2 separate regions of the Zea mays genome follow, and region 2 is linked to region 1. Evidence: chromatin contacts called from public Hi-C data. All regions are on one chromosome and are shown on one strand. Each heading gives the region's core, a stretch centred on a gene start, on an enhancer-like site or on the middle of the called end of the contact. The rest is flanking DNA. Distances are from core to core; before and after follow the strand shown.

The links. A called contact is a pair of places that touch in the nucleus more often than the background predicts.
Region 2: a Hi-C map of ear shows a contact between it and region 1, with 2.7 times the contacts expected there. The contact joins the promoter of LOC100191234 here to the promoter of LOC100272816 in region 1. A contact is called at or near these places in 6 of 25 Hi-C or Micro-C datasets (ear, leaf and tassel) and 1 of 3 datasets of contacts at active chromatin or transcription factors (leaf).

Annotation. Positions count from the first base shown.
Region 1 is chr1:154,240,997-154,244,020 of Zm-B73-REFERENCE-NAM-5.0, forward strand. It overlaps LOC100272816, which reads right to left and starts at 1,508. Exons shown (of 10, transcript NM_001196101.2): 1 at 1,182-1,508; 2 at 918-1,081. The coding sequence starts at 1,382. It also overlaps the pseudogene LOC109941415.
Region 2 is chr1:154,436,267-154,439,483 of Zm-B73-REFERENCE-NAM-5.0, forward strand. LOC100191234 (Diaminopimelate epimerase chloroplastic) reads left to right here and starts at 1,869. Exons shown (of 10, transcript NM_001136668.1): 1 at 1,869-2,198; 2 at 2,371-2,538. The coding sequence starts at 1,953.

The DNA.
Region 1 (3,024 bases), core at 258-2,757:
ATTGTTCATCTTCTTCCTCTCCTTCCCTCTCTTGTTCCTAGATCCTCTCACTTTTCGGTACCTTCTAGAATACGTTGGCTGCTGCTACTCTAAAATTGTCCAGAATCATATGATCGGTGATACTCTTGCTGTTGGTTCGAGCTCGTGAGATTTGTGTTGCTAACAATCCGTTACGAATTTCCTCTCCAATAGACCCCTCCAATTCCCACCAAACCAGCCCTCAATCCCCTCTAATCTAATCCTGATTTGAGTTTTTAAACTAGCCCTTAGTGTTTCAAAGATTATTAAAAATCCTAATTTTTGGGTGATTCCATCAAAGAAAATCTTTGGTTAAGGCTTAACTTTGTAGGTGTATCACATCTAATTTCTTATATACTATATAAAAATGTAATTCTATTTAAGGATAACCCACAAAAAATAACTTTATGAGTTCAAACACAATGCGATGATTTTTTGTGATGGAAAATATCAAGTGCACCTAAGCTTTGGATGCACATATGGTACATATAAACTAACAAAGTTCATAAAAAATTCTAAAAAATACATAAATATTCTTTCTACGTTACTCGAATTATATAAAAAATTTCAAGTTCAAATTTATTGTACTTTAGCTGTAATAAAAAAGATAAAATTTCTGATAGATTTAAATTAGAAAATCGGTTAAATATTCTCTTTTTATTATAGCTAAAATATAACAAATTTTATATATAATAGGATTAGGATGGAAGAAACATGTATGATTTTTTAATTTTTTTTTATAAATTTGTTAATTCATGTGCATCATAGGTAAACTAAAACCTCGTATACACGGGTACGTTCCCTTTTGGGATATCATGTAGCACATACAGTTTCAGACTTTCAGGAACAGAGAGGAAGGCGGTCGAGAGGAGGCGAGAGGAGCGTGCGAGCGTGCTTACCAGGACGGTAGGAGGTTCGCTGCGATAAAGAGGAGGTAGCCGGAGGTGCCGGCCACGAGCGCGCGCCTGGATCCCATCCACCGCACCACCGCGGAGCCCGCCGCCGAGAACGCCGTGAAGGACGTGTAGAGCACGCCCAGCGAGATGGAGCCCAGGTTCTCGTCCTGCGACAGCACGGCCGCCAAGGCGACGGATGAGGTGAGGTACGCATCTCTGGTGACTGGTGGAAGTGGAACAGCACTAGCGGGCAGCGGGTGCACCTACCGTGTTGACAGTGCTTTGGAGGTTCTGCGCCGCATGGTAGGCGAGGAAGACGAAGAGAAAGGCGGAGCTCAGCAGGTGCACGTCGCGGGACGCCCCCATCACCGAGGCGGGCGCGCGGCGGGAGCCGGGGCCGGCGACCAGGGGCGCGGCCTCCTCGACGTCGCCGGCGGCCGACGCGAGCCCTGCGTCGGCGCCCGCCATGGAGAGGCGTTGGGGCGAACAGGCGAAATTGAGGGGACGAGGTGGGTGGCGTGCTCTCTGCGCTCTGCGGTATGCCGTCTGCCCAGCCCAAAGTCGAGGTTCTGCTCTCGTGTTCTTCTTCGTGATTGTGAATTTTGATTTGGGGAACGGGACGACGACGACGACCGGAAAAAGCCGGGCGCGATTAAAAAATCGTTATATATATATATATATATATATATATATATATATATATATATATATATATATATATATATATATATATATATATGAGTCACACCCGCTAGTACCAGACGCTGAGACGCATGGTTTAAAATGATGCAGATTGTTAAATGCAATTTATACGTACTATGAGTATATGACACGATAACGACATGGAAAACTTTATTCCATCTATAAAAAAATAAATTTTTAATCTTTTCACATTACCGCCTGTGAACAGTAACATGAGTTTTGCTCTTGCCGGTCCGACAGCCTAGTAGGCTACAACACCTGTGCGAAATTGCCATTGCTGTTCAGTCATGTTTCTCCGAGTCACATGTTCGTGACATTCTTAAAAAAAAAAGACATAGTAAAATGCAAAGATGGTCCTATCCTAACAATCGTTTCGGATTTAATTTAGACCAAACCTTTTAATTGTGAGAGAAAAATAAGAACCTGGTTCCATATTACAGAAATTTTTATTTTCCATTGGCTGCCACATGTGTGGCCAAACGAAACGAAGGGCTTGTTTGTTTGGTTACTATTTTACAATCGTATTTTGGCTCGCCGGCCGCTACAATGGACACAAATCGCGCCAAACGCCTTACGGCGGCCAGGATTCTCACGACCGCTCCTCTCTCAGCCACCGCGAAAAAATAACTCGGATTTGAAGCAGTATGAGGCGCTGCACGCTGCTGATAACACTGACCAAGATGCACTTGCCTCATGACCTGACGGTCGATGGCTTTTGGATGACAATTGTGAGGAAAAGGAACGCGCCACATGAGACGAAGAGGGTGGTGATCATCAGGATGAGCATGGCCTGTAGCATGATGCTTGGGCTAAGGGCATGTACAGTGGTGTTTAATATGGAGGCTCTTAAGGTGTTTAAGGTGGTTATTTGCAAAAAAATCTTAGAGCCGTCTCTCCGTGAAGAGACGCCTCTGGCACGTAAACCAAGTAGCAACAGACGCCTCACTTCCCACTGTACAAATTTGTCGTCTGTTCTATTGATCTGATGCTATACAAATACATTTAATTCTATATTTATTAATAGACTACGTTTATAGATACTCAATTGTACAATAGAGTCTCTTAGTTGTCTCCTGTGCTTGGAGAACCGTTTTGGTGTCTCTCCACTGTACATGCCCTAAGAAGACGATGGCGACGCGGCACCACATTCCCAGACCTTGAACTGTGCGAAGGCAGCCTCCTGCGCTTGCCACGTCGCGAAACTTTAAGTATTTGTTGAAGACACCGTTCATGGAATTACAAATCATTATGTTCCAAATATTGAGAGTGAGATAGAAAGAAAAATCTTAAGACAGACAATGGGAGGATCATGACGGTAATTACCTTGCACTACAACAGCTACAATTATTTTCGGCGGCTAGGAACCGCAAAAAATAAGTCATTTACCGCCGAAAATAAGCTATTTTTG
Region 2 (3,217 bases), core at 619-3,118, 200 kb after region 1:
TTTTAAAATAATTTATATGTATTTATTTGATATTAATTGTTTAGTTAGTTTTTAGTTATTTATAATTAGTTCTCATGCCATGTGCCATTTTTAATTATTCTTTAATTAGTCAGGATAAATAAATTGTACTAACAAAATTATAGTATCATTTTTCTCACTCACTCCCCTTGAGACGATCAGCAAGATTATCCAACATCTGTTTCTCGGCTCGAGCCGCTTCCTATTCCCTTGCATCCTGTGCTCTCTTCTCATCTTCCGCCTTCAACCTCCTATACTCTGCACACTTCGGGCTGTCATAAAAGGCAGATTTCGCGTACCTACGCATGTCGCGTATGCAATCGTTAATGTACGAATCGACGAGCTGAGATTCACAACGCATCTTCTATCCCATTAGTCTCTTGGACTCTATTGTGCGCATCACCTCTCCTTTGTTGTCGTAACTCTAACTGCATTTCCTCGTCTCCTACAAAAAATAGTAAGTACCGGTATAATATTACATCTGATGCAAAACAATAAATAAATACCAACCTCATCGTAATCGACCATATGTCCACAAAAATATCCAACACTAAGCTCGGAAGGAACTAATCCATACTTAGCTTCAATACCACATTTGCAGAGTACTGGATCAAACTTCAACTCTTCCGCCCACTGATTTTTTTCTTTTCCTTTACCTCTGCCTCTGGCCAATGGGACAAAGGACCATACAACCACTCTCTGAAACGACACTTACGCCGCCCGTATGGCTGCAGAAGAATAAATTAGTAATTTATTGTAAAAAATAACTAGTTCATACATTTAGCATATCGATGGGCTCACATAATCAATGTTCGGACACATGAACTGCTTCGCAGTGTCTTCGTCGATGACAACACGGTCTCCACAATCGTATCGAGGCGGTAAGTCCATCATTCTGTCTGTTGCTACCTCCTTCTCCGCATCCGTCATTGGTGGAGGATTCGAGGGAGGAGGTACCCAACGCTTAAAACGCTCATGACTAGTCCTTCCACACAACCAATTAGCGAAAAGAAGATATCGAGGGTCAAATTTATCAGGACCGTCGATCCACTGGAAAAAAACACCTCAGGTGCCCCTAAAACAATGGAACGAAGCACTATTACACATCTAGTAAATAATAAATTCGAACAAAATTAAGTCACAAGTCATAAGCTACGTACGTCAAAACCGCCACAAAGGTAGAAGCAGCGAGCAGCCGTGTCTGGATGTTTGGATTGACATACCCAAGCCAGTCTGCCACAGTCACAATTAGTCACAGAGAGTTCAGGAGCATCCTTACTAGATACGTCCGGATATAACTCCCGAGGACGACCTCTCTTCTGCCATAACGCCTCCCGGTACATGTCTTTCATCTAATAAACGATTATAATTATCACTTGTACCTAATAGGCTTTATAATAGGTTTACACAAACTATCAAATGAAATATACTCATCATATTAACGATACTATATATATTATGAGCAACATTGGAAACTAATAATCGAAAAAGTACAACCCAATATACAAAATAAATCAGTTAGACACCATACCTTGGTCTACGAAGTGTCGCAACTCGAAACTTTAAATACAACAACTTTTGACGAAGTTTTGAAATGAGAGGCGATGAGCTCTTCTCGGCCAGCAGCGCGACCGGTTTTATAGGCCTCCGTAGCTCGGCGCCAAGATCTGTGGCGCCGAGCTACGAGGCCGCATCGGGGCCGCGTCGATGCTAGGTCAGCCTAGGCGCATGGAGGCGTTAGTGCCACGTCACATCTCGGCGCCATAGGCTATGGCGTCGAGGTAAGTATCGGGTCCAAAATTACATATAAAATTTCTCGGGTCTAAATAAATATTTTTCGAAAATAGTGTTAAAAACAAAAAATTCAGGTTTATGTACCGGTGACAGCGACCGCGACAGGTCCTCTCCCCCGGACCGCACCCGCTGTAGCCGCCATGTCGTCCGCCGCCGCCACAGCCTTTGCCGGAGTCTCCGTCGCCACCCCGAACCTCACCACTCCATTTCGCGGTCGCGTGCGCCTTCCGCTACGCGGGGTCTCCGCTGCCCCACGCCGCGCCGTCGCTTCGATGGCCGTGTCCGCCCCCAGGTCCGGCGCCGCCGCCTCGTTCCTGGAGCGCCGCGAGTCCGAGCGCGCTCTCCACTTCGTCAAGTACCAGGGCCTCGGCAATGACTTCATTATGGTGCGCCTGTTTCCGTTTCCCAACACTCTTCAGCTATTCCGCCCCGTGAGGTGTTCATTTTGGGAGTGACCCGCCGTTGAGAATTCGTGCAATCCGTGCTGTTTTGATTTTCGAATGCTCTGCTATTGACGATACTTCGGTTTTGTTTGCTGTTTCCTGTTTCAATTCGTAGGTGGACAACAGGGATTCGTCGGTGCCGAAGGTGACGCCGGAGGAGGCCGCGAAGCTGTGCGACCGAAACTTCGGCATTGGTGCCGACGGCGTCATCTTCGTCATGCCAGGGGTCAATGATGCCGACTACACCATGAGGATCTTCAACTCTGACGGCAGCGAGCCAGAGGTGCGCGTGTCTCCACCATTTCATCACAATACTGAATTCTATTGCACGGTCGTGGATGTAATGTTCTCGCAATTCTTATTGGTAGCCATTCTTCTCAGCCACCAAATTGTGCTAAGCTAAGCATAGTGCGAAGCTGGTGCAGGTTTTATCATGTGAGCTTTAATGCAAAAGGAGAAAACATGTAGATGTGTAGTTGTGAGGTTCTTCAAATTCTGGTAGATGCAAACTTCAGCCTTCAAATCAACTTGCTAGCTCAAGCTTTTAATTTGCCAGGCACCGATTAGTGTAGATTGGGACACCTAACAATCTAAGCATCATCAGAATATTTTCCAGAATTGGTCACTTGGTGTATCTTTACTATATCCACTATTTAACGGCCTTACCAGATTTATGGTCTGTATACCGTACATGTCTCACTCTCTAACATAAACTGGGGCTATGTTTTAGTATTAAATTCTGTTCTGTCAGTGGTGAATGGCTGTTATACAATTCAAGTTTCATCATGTTTCCAATCCTAAACAAATGCTTATTATATGATCACATATGTTCTGGCTGTTAAACATTTGAAACGTCATAATGTTTCCAATCCTAAACAAATGCTTATTATATGATCAGATATATATGTTTCTTTTTTGCACTGTTAACTATCAAGTAGAGTGAAGGAAAGTGAATATTAAAT